Linked DNA regions of Gossypium arboreum: regions 1 and 2 are each linked to region 3. Evidence: chromatin contacts called from public Hi-C data. All regions are on one chromosome and are shown on one strand. Each heading gives the region's core, a stretch centred on a gene start, on an enhancer-like site or on the middle of the called end of the contact. The rest is flanking DNA. Distances are from core to core; before and after follow the strand shown. Region 1 holds the start of LOC108474015 (protein TWIN LOV 1). Region 2 holds the start of LOC108472914 (protein NRT1/ PTR FAMILY 4.6-like). Region 3 holds the start of LOC108472982 (ACD11 homolog protein).

Evidence for each region. Hi-C and Micro-C count contacts between places; a contact is called where the count stands out from the background.
Region 1: a contact with region 3 is called in a Hi-C map of leaf, with 4 times the contacts expected there. The contact joins the promoter of LOC108474015 here to the promoter of LOC108472982 in region 3. A contact is called at or near these places in 2 of 5 Hi-C or Micro-C datasets (both in leaf).
Region 2: a Hi-C map of leaf shows a contact between it and region 3, with 6 times the contacts expected there. The contact joins the promoter of LOC108472914 here to the promoter of LOC108472982 in region 3. A contact is called at or near these places in 2 of 5 Hi-C or Micro-C datasets (both in leaf).

Annotation. Positions count from the first base shown.
Region 1 is chr3:56,656,989-56,661,445 of ASM2569848v2, forward strand. It overlaps LOC108474015 (protein TWIN LOV 1), which reads left to right and starts at 1,321. Exons shown (of 8, transcript XM_053025712.1): 1 at 1,321-2,646; 2 at 3,077-3,284; 3 at 3,404-3,468; 4 at 3,649-3,689; 5 at 3,788-3,843; 6 at 3,925-3,988. The coding sequence starts at 2,097.
Region 2 is chr3:56,749,559-56,753,710 of ASM2569848v2, forward strand. It overlaps LOC108472914 (protein NRT1/ PTR FAMILY 4.6-like), which reads right to left and starts at 1,961. Exons shown (of 5, transcript XM_017774479.2): 1 at 1,789-1,961; 2 at 1,511-1,616; 3 at 1,168-1,385. The coding sequence starts at 1,791.
Region 3 is chr3:57,470,301-57,474,924 of ASM2569848v2, forward strand. LOC108472982 (ACD11 homolog protein) reads left to right here and starts at 2,412. Exons shown (of 4, transcript XM_017774549.2): 1 at 2,412-2,810; 2 at 3,081-3,253; 3 at 3,579-3,724; 4 at 3,898-4,287. The coding sequence starts at 2,571. The coding sequence ends at 4,004. It overlaps LOC108470848 (protein NRT1/ PTR FAMILY 3.1-like), which reads left to right. Exons shown (of 4, transcript XM_017772343.2): 4 at 915-1,864. The coding sequence ends at 1,785.

The DNA of each region.
Region 1 (4,457 bases), core at 71-2,570, 810 kb before region 3:
ATATTTATCTATTATAAAAATAAATTAATGTATTTATTTCTTTAAATGTGTATGATTAAATAAAATATAAAATTTAAAGTATCATATAGAAATTTGAACCAAAATCAAATTTTATGTGTATAATTACACCAAATCAAAATTTATATATTAAATCATATATTAGATCAAAGTTCATATATAATTTTAAGATTTATCCCTAAAATATAATCTATACTATTATTTAACTATTTTATTAAATTAATATCACGAATTAACTTGATATTAACTTAATAAAAAATATTAAAACTGAAATTCTAAAACAATTAATAAATATTATTATATGGCTTTGAAATTTCTATACTTTTACAATAAATTTATTAAAATTAATTTAAATTCAAACTAAAACACTTATGACAACACTTCAATACAAGACTTCAAACTTTTAAGATGTCAATTTTGTCATGAATGTGTCATAATATAATATAATATAATATAATATGATTAGTTTGTTTGCCTGCACATGGTTATATGTATAAATTAAAAAATTATTTAATTGTTTTATAATATTTATAATGAAATTTTTAAATATATTTTTACAAAATTTTAAATTTTATTTAAGTAATTATAAAATTTCTTAAATCTAATAGAGAAGATAATTATTTAAATTGTTAATTTTGTTATTTTCACTGAAATCTAATTATTAATTTATATAATTTCTTTATTTTTTCACTTACTTCATGAATATGTTTTAAAATAATTAAAAAGGGTAATTGAATAATAGTAATTAACTAAAGGTATTTTGTGTTTTCCACTAAAATTGATCTTGTAAATAAGCAATCCAACCTCAGTTAGTTTTTTAAAATAAAAGGGAATAAGTATGCATTGTGTAGTTTTGTTGTAAACTATAAATATAAAATAATTAAATGAGTAGACATTTAACATTTGAGTACCAAAAACACATCAGGAAAATGAATGTGATTTGACTCGGTTTCTTGTGACTTGAAAAATAATAAGTTAAGAAAAGAATGACAATGAGATGACGCGGCTAAAAGGATAAGTATGAGAGAGAATTGTGCCACCTCGGCTTTTCTTTCTTTCCCTGTCTCAGCCTGGAGAAATAAAATGGCTATAGACAAATTATATAATTCAACTTTGGAAGTTTTTATATTTTGTTGCATTGGGGTCAATAATAATTGAATAAAAGAAGGGGCGGGGGGGCATTCTGTTTTGAGTAGAGAAATAGGGTAATGGAATAGATTTGAGTGAAAATGAATGAAAAATTTTAATACAAAAATTAATTTATTTTAATTTTAAACAAAAGTGGAATTTGTAAGACATTTAAAAGGAGGGATTTTGGTTGGATTTGTAGCGTAAATTGGTTGGGAACCTTCCACCTTTATACTTTGTGAGAGGCCCTTCTCTTTTGTTTTCTTCACTCTTAATTCATATGATCTCTCATCTAAATGTTTAATACTAATCTTACCATTTTTGTTGGATTATAGAAAAAAATCCATCACATCAATTGTCAAGTTGTTCGAAGCCAATCAAATTAACTATGGAAACGTAATGCTTGACTGCATTCTGCTTTTTGTTTCCAGGCTCCTAGTTTGTGGTTTATAGTTTGCAATAGTAATAGTAGAGGTAGATGATTCTCCAACTGGGCAACTCCCAATCATCACAAATATTCATTCATTGAAGCCAAAAGGCAAAAAACCAAAAAAGAAAAACGATTGATTGGAATTGCTCAAGCATCGTTGTTCATTCGCTCCTAATTTTGATTTCCTAAGATATTTTCCCAATTTCCCACTTCTCACACCCACTCCTTTTCTTCCTTTTCACCTTACTCACTCCCACACACACACAGTTTGCTTCTAAAAGACAAAACATTACTATTAATCAACTTTACATTCAATACTCTTCCACCTTCTCCTAGTAATTTTTAGAATTTTTAAAGCTTTTTCTGTTCTCGGTTCCTGTCTTTTGCTTTTTTTCTTTGATATTTTCAGTCTGCGAATTCTTCAAACTTCTTTCAAATATATTACTACCCACATGGGATTGGTTCCAACCGCGAAACCCAGAATCGCAGGTCTTAAAAAACAACGCCAACAACGACGAAGATGGATTCTAAATTGGGTTTAATCCAACAATCTTTCAATACCCGTTACTCCCAATGGGTTCGCGAAGCTCTCGACGAACTACCCGACAATTTCACCATCACCGATCCTTCTATTTCAGGCCACCCTATCGTTTTTGCCAGCCGGGGCTTCCTAAAAATGTCGGGTTATTCCCTAGAAGAAGTGATCGGCCAAAACGGCAAGATATTTCAGGGCCCCAAAACCAATCGGAGAACGGCGATGGAAATAAGCGAAGCGATTCGACAAGAGAGGGATGTTCAAGTGAATTTGGTGAATTATCGTAAAGACGGGACGCCGTTTTGGATGTTGTTTCATATGAGTCCGGTTTTTGGCAAAGAAGATGGGAGGGTGATTCATTTCGTGGCTGTTCAGGTCCCGATTACCAGGAAACCCAGGAGGAACGGAGGGGTGAACTTGAATGAGGATGGCTCGGGCTTTAATGAGATTATGTTCGGCTCTTGTAGGAAGGAAGTGGATACCAATCCTGTGCTGGAATTGGGTCGTGTTTTGTCCTTGGATTCCGCTACTAATGGTTCGTTTTCTCAGCTACATATGTTTTATAATGTAGCCATTATTGTTCGATCAACTGCGGTTTGCTCATACATTTGATGCAATCAAATTATTGCTCGTTTGTGAGCTCCAGAGCCTAATTAAATGTAACATAGCTTTAGTATTTGGTCTAAACTAAGTAACTGGACACTGGTATGAAAAATATTTTTATTCAGTATGCTTCGACTACTAGTATACTTGTTGGCAACTGTACGTATAATTGCAAATATGTTCATAAATAGCACTTTTTGCACTCACCTATGAACTTTTTCCATTTCCACCCTCAATTTTCCATCCATTATCTGCCTGCTTAATTGATGTTTCACTCTTTGTTTTGATGACAGCTATCTTCATGTTCCATTTGCAATTGGATTTACTTGTTTGAGTTCTCATCTATAAAGTGTATATTACAGTATTAGATATTGAAGAGACATGCGAGGCAAGTGATTTTGAGAAGCGAATGGCAGTGAATGCATTTAACAGCATCTTGTCTGTGCTAACCAACTATAGTGAGTCAACTGGCAGATTGGTCTGTGGGACGAGATGCAGTGTACCTGGGGTATGCTACGTCAGTTCATCATTAAATATATCACTTGGTAGAATCAAACAAAGCTTTGTACTGTGAGTTGTTTGCAAATTCTTTAATTTTCTTATTTTATTTTATCATATAATCAGCTTTATCAGGGATTTCTGATGTCTCTTTCTTTGGGTTACCTGCAACATATTTTGTGGCCTTGCAGAATTGATTCACATTTACCCGGGATGCCTATAGTTTATGCAAGTGACGCCTTCTTAAAATTGACAGGTGCTTTACCTAATCTAGGCATCATAGTCAACCTCATAATTGCTTAACCATTGAAAAGGGAAAGAACTAGAGTAGATTGTTTGTAAATTCAATTAAGGATGCAGTTTATGTAGCTGCTTACCTACTTCTTTGCCTCAATAGGCTATGATAGGCATGAAATATTGGGGCTTAATTTTGCAGTTTTGAATGGCGCTGATACAGATACTTCAACTTTACATCAGGTATTTGCTTTATCCAATGTAAACTTCTAAACTTCATAAACTGATATACGGACTTTATGTTGGGTGCATTGTTACTTATTTCCTACTTTTTCTTCCAGATAAAGGAAAGTATTCAAACAGAGCAAGCATGCACAGTACGTATTTTAAGTTACAGGTTGATACTTGAACACTTCCAATGTTTACTGAAGTATGGCATTGTCTCCATAAGGTCTAAGCATTCTTATTACTATACCAGGAAGGACAAAAGCTCATTTTGGAATTGCCTTCACTTATCACCTGTTCGTAATGCCTTTGGCAAGGTAAAGTGTTATTGCAGATGCATTGCCTTTCATTAGTCCAGATAAGGACTGTGATACTAATTTATGGTATTCTGTTGACAATATGAATATTATTCACATCTTCTTGTTGGCCACTTAGTGTAGCTTCAGCTTCAATCACTGAAGTCAAGTATTGATGATAATGGGTGTATCAGTTTTATTTAACACGAATTTTACTTTCATGTTATGCCTCAATAAAAGCAAAGGATGAAATTTTTTGTTTTCTGCAAGGTTTTTTTTAAAAAAAAAAAAGAAAAAAGAAGAAGAAGACAAGAAACACAGTTTGTCATGTCATGTCAGCCCAGTAGGCATGCCTGTCATAGCTTAAGCCAGTGTGATACTTAGTAGCATATAAGCAGTAGAACTTGAGTATGTATGTTTATTACGTGATTTTTTGCCGCCTCATTCTGTCTCTCTTTATGTTGGAATGGTCTGACTTTTGCTCTGTTAT
Region 2 (4,152 bases), core at 711-3,210, 720 kb before region 3:
TCGGTTTCATGCAGTTTTCAAACATAAGAAAGACTTTCAAGTCCGAAATCCATACATACACAGCATCCAAGGTTGTATAATAGATAGGGAAGAGGAGATGAGTACAATAGATAGGGAAGAGGAGATGAGTACGCCTGGATCAAACTGATTCGTCAGTTCCCTATATGATTGATTTCCACATACTAAACCGAAAAGCCGATAGCATTAAGGTCCAACTTGTTGGGCCGTTCAATTTGGTTTTTCCGTTATGTGGCGTTAGCCACACAAGGATTGCACTGCGAAGATTTCAATGATATGTTGCTGTAAAGAAACCGGGTTGTTGACGACATGGCTTTGTTATATTGAATTGTGCAGGGTGAGCATGATTCTCAGTTAAATAGACTTTCAAGTTTCGCTTGGGCTCTATCAATGGCCGCCCACGTGGTTCATGAGCCTGCCTAAAATGAAATGAGCAACCTTTGCTTCATTTCCCTTTTTCATTCGAAGAAAGCTACGCACCCATTATTAAATGGATTTGGTTTTCCCAGTATTTTCTTCGGATTCGTCTCTTTCTCCAGCCACATACTGTACAGTGATTGGTGGATGAGAGTTGAAAATTACCGTGTATTAGACGTACGACATAGGGTAGGAGCTCCAGCGACTGTTTGACACTCATGCGGTACGTGTAGAGCTAAAGCTCTCTTATCGTTAAACTAAAATCCCAAGGCGTCGGCTTTGTAAGGATAAGTCCCATGACTAATACCCCAACATTGGCCTACTCCAGGACCCACTCGCCCCACTTCCCAATTTATGGATAAGAAAAAAAGGAATTTCTTTAATGGAATACGAGGCATTTGAAAGCATAGTTAACATAACCGATTGTTGTTGGAAGTTCCAATATGTGATGGAAGGTTGAATTGAAACAGACCCTGTTTTATTATCTCAGAATTAGTTTACTTTTGGGATCCGAAAGAAAGTGGACAAATATACTGACATTTTTTACTAAGGCCACGTTAGTTGTTGTATCTAGGCGGACTGGGTTTTTTTGTTTATACCGAACTCGCAGGGAGGGAACACTATCAGATTTTTGCCCGTGTCTTTTATTTATGACAACCACAATGCGGATGAAGTGCAATAATGAAACAATACATAGAGAGTTCTAAAGATAAGTGTGTGAAAATGGAGTACCAGGAATTGGATGAGTGCGCTTATGAGGTAGATGTGAAAAGTAGTGAAGAAAGTGTCGGATAAGAAGCCCCCAAGCAGAGCCAGAAGGAAGGCTGTCCCCATGAAATTGGTGACATAGTTTGCCGATTTTGATGGAGATAAGTGCATGTGCTTTGACAGATACAGCACCAGGTTGCTACTATTTGCCAAGTAGGCCAGGTTCTCCAGCACTTCCACAACTACGTACAGCCAAAATTTATCATTAAACTAAGCGATGGAACCAACCTATAAAATAAGCCTACAGCGGAAGCTCACCCTTGATTTGTGTCAAAAGCAACAAAAAGGAATAGATCAGGTAACTAACCCAAGACAAAGGAGGCAGCCACCATGCAACCATGTTGGCCCCTTAAAGCAGGTCTGCCCCTCCAATCCACATACCCTTCCCATCTATTATCCTGGTATCCTCCTTCCTGTACAATAAAAGGCGAGTTAGTAATAGTATCTAGGAAAGCAACATAGGTTTGTTGTCTGTTGTTTGTACTTTGAATGAAGCAACGAGAGGACGAATAATGAGTGAGATGACAACATAAAAAGAGCAGCAAAATAAAAAAATTAAAAGGGCGGGGGGGGGGGGGAACCCACCATTGTTTTTTCTCTCTCCTATTCTCAACTTGGGTAATTATGTTGGTATTTGATCTCGAGTGTGAGTAGAAAAGCATGGTGAGAGTGGTGGGGGTATTTAAAGAGAGGGGAAGGGAAGAGCATTTGATGGTTTCATTTCAACTTGGAGGAGAGAATGGTCTTCACACTTCACATAAGTTACTTTTTGACTCATCATCCTTGGAACCTTTTGTTTTATACTAAGAATTCTTTCATTTTATTATTTTATTTGAAAATTATCATATTAACGAACAGTTTATTTTTGTAATAACAAAGTTTCTTTTATTAAAGATTGCTAACTTATAGTATTAAAGATTGCTAACTTATAGTAAAAATGCTTCAGAGGAGGAAGATTAGGAGAGAAATATATCAAATTCTCCCCACCCATTATTAAAGGAACCCAAAAAAACAAAAAAGTACCTTTCTCTTTCTTTGACCATCGAAAGCCAAAACCTTCGTCGCGGATGCCTAATGATAGTATTTGTTTTTGTCTTTTCTTCCAACAAAATATGAATTCAGTTAGCAAATAGAAACAACAAAGCAGTACACGCCTTGAGGAGTAGAACAAAACCAGCAAGAAGCAACACACAGTGAGCAGCTGATCGATAAATGCCCCCTTAGGAGGTGTGGCGCCAAACGTTGACAAAAACCACTGTCTTCATGTTCAACCACAAGTGGTTAAGTGGTTTAAGAATCTCCCAGGGGCGCCAAGGTTGATATCGAGTATTGGTGTACCGAGAAGCAGCCACTATAGAATCGGATTCCACCACTACAGAATCAGAACAACAATATAAAACTTATCTTTAATCTTGTTTCATTTTTCACTTGACATTTTGATTATCTTCCATATCTTTCTCCTTCCAGTACTGTTATAATAAAATTTTCTGATTTATATATAATTATAAGATAAAGAATATATTCTTTAGTCCGTGTACACTCAGGAATTTAGCAAGTGGATGACGATGACATGGATATATATATATATATACACATACGGCAGCTTTATGAAAATGTCTTTTGTGGCCGTGTGATTATCATGAATACTGTTTCCCCAAACCCAAAATCCAATGTTTACACAAATGAATGGAATCCCCAGTTAACAAATTGAAAACAGTGGTTAAAAGAAGCAAAGGGTAGTGATAAGATCACTTCGGCTGGACGATTGCTAATTGCTTGACATGATAGAATCTAATAGCCATACAATGGAGGATTATTATATTAATGGCTCCCAATCTCCTACCGACAAGCTTATGTGCAATAATGCTTGAAGATATGAAAAGATGATAGAAATTGGATGTGCGGTCTCATGAGTAAAAAATACTACTACATATCCATTTTCTTGTTAGGCTTATTTCAAATATTACCCTCTATATTATACCCATTTTTTGGTACTTCAATTTTTTTTTCAGTCAGTTTGAGTACCTTACCCATTTAATTCTAGATATTAATGCCATTTGTAAAAAAAATCACCATGCAGCATTTTCTTTTTGAAATTTTACAGGAAAATTAAGACAAACAGGGAGAGAAATAAAAAATGTTTTTATTACAACAATAAAGTTAATTAGAAAGAACTAACTTATCAATTATTATCGAATTTAAAATGTCGACTCTCTCTAAAAACTTGATTTCCACGGCGTGGTTGTTGGTAGACAGCGCGGAGAAGAGTGACGACTACCTGAGGCTGAGGACTGATTGAGGGAAGCAATACAGGAGCTACAGGGGCATCATAGGATGGTAGCGAGTGGCGACGACACCTTGTTGCGCGAAAAAACTTAGAGTAAAAGAAGATTGAGAGAGAAGAAGAAAAACGAGGAAGAAGAGAGAAATCTAAATGTTCATCTGTATATTGATAACTGCTTGCCCTATACAACTCATGTTTAATAAGAGAAAATAACAAAAGAACAGCGTGGAAAATTTTGTTATAACCAAACGCAACGTTTCACTAATGTTCTGCGCCCCGTTTACTGTTTTAACCTTAGAATCAAAACTCTCCGTTTTACTTAAGATCAAAACTCTACTTTTAATTAAATGAGGTTAACTGTTTAAACTAACTTCTTTCCTTTTATCTTCTATTTTCTGCTCCTTGTTTTCTAGCCCGTATCAGTACTTCTTTCCTAGGAAAAATTCTTGTCCTCAAGGATGAAAATGAGGAAATTTGGTTTGAAGCAGGTCGAGAGACTCCCATGACGCATCTTTTGGAAAAGAGTTAGCCTATTCCACTAAGACTTCAGTAACAGCTATATTGCCTTTCTTGACTATTCTTCTATCCACAATCCGAACTGGTTCTTTTGGCAATACTCCATGAATATCCACCAATGACAAATGAGCCTGAGTAGATGATGCACC
Region 3 (4,624 bases), core at 1,162-3,661:
TCTGATATGAAAATTTTAATTTATCAAATTTAATTCTAATATTTTATAAAAATAAACTTTAAATTTTATTTTAAATTATGAACAATTTAATAATTTATATACAAACATTACGATTTATGTGTTACAAATTAATAAAAATCAATATTTGAAGTTTATGTAAATTAGAGTGACTAATTTTTCTTAATTTTTATAAAGTTGGGATATAAAACTTTGGATTTTATTTTATTTTATTTTATTTTTGTAAATGTGTGTGGTGGGGAGAGGAAAATTTCTTAAAAGGGATTTTGGAACCATTTAGAAAAGTGAATACATGTCCATCCATATTTGGGACAATAATAGGAAAAATATAAAAGAGTGAGATAAATGAAATGTTGAGGACAGTGGAAATCACCTTGAAAGATTTTATTGCTACCAACTTTTTATAAATTATTTTTATATCATTATAAGAAAAAGTATTATCTAAATGTTTTAAATTATTTTACCCTCGTACATATACTGTGGCTGTGGTTGTGGGTAATTATGCAAAAGAGAAGGCTCGTAATAACTGGGAGTAGGGGGCGCCACATCCACTACCTCAGTTCTTATCGCTAAACAAACACCATCCACGTACGGCTGCATTTTATTACAATGAAAACAAAAGCTCTTTTTAATGCCTGTATCGCATCGGAAACTATCAAACCCCACCATACAACCGGATGCCAGCACTTTTATTTTATTTTACTCATTATTAGTTAACCTGCAACTCGCTCTGGTAACCTAATGGGTTGCCCACAACCATAAATAAATTATCAGCCCTCTGGTTATGGTGACACTGGAATAAAATTTTGAAAACTCCAACAACTTGGTCTGAAATAATATTGCCAAATTGAGTACTAATCAATTAATTAATGTATATGGTGAGTGGTGGGTTGCAGATTTCTTGACAAGGCAGCCATTGTGACTGAAGAAGATAATGTAAAAGCTCCAAATCTATGGAGACTAAACAGTGTTCATCGAGTGGAGGAATTGAAATCTTTGATCCGAATGGGACCAATATGGGCATCAGGAATCCTCCTCATCACAGCCTATGCTCAGCAAGGCACATTCTCCCTCCAACAAGCCAAAACCATGGACAGGCACCTCACCAACTCCTTCCAAATCCCTGCTGGTTCCATGTCTGTCTTCACCATGCTAGCCATGCTCTCCACCATAGCCTTGTACGACCGCTTTTTAATCCGCATTGCCCGAAGGTTCACAGGGCTGGACCGCGGCATCACCTTCTTGCACCGGATGGGAATCGGGTTTTTGATCTCAGTATTAGCCACTCTCGTAGCAGGGTTCATAGAAGGGAAGCGTAAACAAGCAGCTGTGGCACATGGGCTTGAGGACAAGCCTCATTCTATCATCCCCATGTCAGTCTTTTCGCTCGTGCCTCAGTACGGTCTACATGGAATAGCTGAGGCTTTCATGTCAATTGGACGCTTGGAGTTCTTTTATGATCAATCACCAGAAAGCATGAGGAGCAGCGCTACTGCTTTGTTCTGGACTGCAATTTCAGTTGGGAATTATGTGAGTACGTTGCTGGTCTCTTTAGTGCACAAATATAGTGCTAAACCTGACGGATCAAATTGGCTCCCAGATAACAATTTAAACAAGGGGAAATTGGAGTTGTTTTACTGGTTGATCACCGGCTTGCAAGTGGTTAATCTTCTTTACTATATCTGTTGTGCCAAGCTCTATACTTATAAGCCCATTCAAACCCCTACCAAAGACGCTGAATCTGAAGAAGCTGCAAGCAAGGTTTGATTATTTTGGATTCCCAGGTTCTAGTCCTAGCAATGACTGTATCAAAATAAAAATAAAAATAAGGTTGAAATTTAGTAAACTATCTCTTTTTCTTTTTTTTTTTTTTAATTATGGTTTACCAAGTCCAATCACTTCTTCTTCTTTATTTATTTATTTATCTTGGGAGCTCAACACTTGTTAGTCAACCAGATCCTTTAATATATCGATAGACGAGCAGCCAAGCAAAGGCAAGACAAACAAGGATATACTTAGCCAGCAAAACAAGAATATACTCATTCGAGGTTCAAAGTCTTATATTTCTTTGTTCTTAAAATTCAAATTTAGTTTGTATTAATTATGAAAATCGATGGTAGAAGGGACGTGATCCGTTAAGTTTTCAACATAACCAATGACGATAATTGCTCAAGGGAGTTACCAGCTGTATTTGGGCCGAATTTATTGTAACCCATCCATCCCCATCAAACAGACGATTAAAAAAGCAACGAGTAACGACAGGGAAGCAAAAGGACCACAAATGTGTTGGAATTTTCCAAAGTGTGTTTTTTTTTTCCTTCTCCCATAAAAGTCGAAATCCAAGTGGCGGACCGTGTTTGTAGTGTGACCACTAAATATCCCCCACAACACTTTGTCATGTTTAGACAACAGAAAGAAAATAAATGAATCCGAGACACGTAAAACACTAGTCCAATTTACCTTTTCTTGATGAAAATTCAAAATGTTGGACGGTTTCAAAGCGAATTGGGAATCCTAAAGAACAAAAATTAAAGATAGTTATGATATAAGCCATGGATGAAGGTGCAGATAATGGTTTTAATCATTCTCAAACCAAGATGTCCATGACAACTAAAACGCCTCTGTCGGCTATAGCGAAGGCGTTTGAGGAGCTGTCGGGATTCTTGGGATCTCAGACTAAGGATCAAAAACTCCGGTTGGATAATTTCTGTGAAGCATGTTCTCTGGTTTCTGTTCTTTTTAGCTGCCTCGGCCTCGCCTTCAAATTCGCCGAGATGGAGTACGTCGCCAAGGTTCATTGCCTTTACATTGCTAGAAACTGGAATCATGTTTCTTTAGGCTGTCAGGAATTGCATTGAGAAACCTTATTATATGTATAATTGATGCCAATCAATCAATGTAAACTTAAAAAATGCAGATAGCGTATAGACAGATTTTCTGATGTTGTTAACATCCATATACAATACAGCATTTCGTCAAGGCCTATTTTCTTTTGGTTTGCATTTGTTTTTATACAAATTCTCAATGCCGTGATGTAATGAAATGATTAATGCTTTGATAAGGTACATGATCTTGTGGAAGCATCCAAGACGTATGCCACTTTAGAAAATGTACTTGATCGTGATGTTGCTAATGACACGGTGAAAAAACCAGGAAGCCATTCGCGTAATCTGCGGCGAGTTAGACAGGGTCTTGACCTCATCCGGGCTTTATTTGAAGAATTTCTGTCAACCGAGTATGTTTCGTCCTTCCATCTTTTCTTTTTCTCTTGATTTTAAGAGAAATTTATAGTATTTACAAGTTATGTAACGTGTGATATGCCTGTGACCCTTTTTTACTATGGCAAAGTTCTAAAAATGACACCTGAAACCGAGATTAGGAGACTAAAGGCAGAGGCTTTAGACCATAATCAACATGGGATTAGCTGAAAATTTTGTTTTCCTCTGTTTCCTTGATAAAATACACACTAGAATGCACATATGGAATGTAACTCTCCTTTTTCATGTCACCATTTTATGCTTCAACTTCCTTATTATTATTTATTTGGTTCCAAATTGTAGTGATTACTATTTGAAGGATGCAGCTTCAACAGCTTATTCTCAAGTGTGTGCACCATACCACACATGGGCAGTCAGGACTGCGGTTTCTGCTGGAATGTATACTCTTCCAACAAGGGAAGAACTTTTACAGAAGCTCAATGAAACAGGTGAGTTTCTATATGTTGAGGAGAGAGCAACATAGCATATGGAATGGATGCTTAATATCTTTCGCAAAATAACTTTGATCATCATCATGTATTCTCTTCTTTTCCTTGTACTTTTTAATCTTTATATATTTATATATATATCTATATATATATATATATGTGTGTGTATGCAGATCATACAGCAGAGAAGAAAATGAGAAGGTACATCGAAGCATCGCGCCCAGTAATAGCATACATTGATAAGCTTTATAGTTCTAGGAAGATCGCCTTGGACTGGTGACTAATATTATCAACTGGGCAGAGTGTCAGAGAAGAATATCCATGGATATTTTATTCAACCAGCAACATATACTACTTTATTATAATTAATATATATACATAAATTTGTTCTACAATATGTTATTTTGCTCTAGCTAGTTGCTATTTTGCATCTTAGATTTTGTGCAGCAACAAAACAACAGTCTATGACATATACTATATTATTAATTAGTTTCACTTTTTTAATTGTGTGTACTCATATAAGAAATCAAAAGAAAACTCAGATATTGTTTCCAGATAAACAACTCCGCATTCCAAATATTATTAATTAATTAGCTATGTTCAAAGAATTACTATAGGATCGCACGTAGCACTTAACAGCAACAATAGCTATGTTGATTGCAGAAAAAAAAAACTGTTCTTTGCCTTTTTAGATTTGTCTCTGCAGGTTTTCTTTATTATGGATATTATTATAAGAAAAAAGCATAAAATTTAGTTTTTTTATTTTCTAGAGGGTGGAAAAGGTGAAGGTCCGCACTCAAGTGTAAGCAGAGGTCTCTGTGCTGAGAGTTTAGGAGTTGGTTAAAAAGCCCATAAACTACTTTTAAAACATTTGGAAACATCATTTCTCTAAGTTTTAAA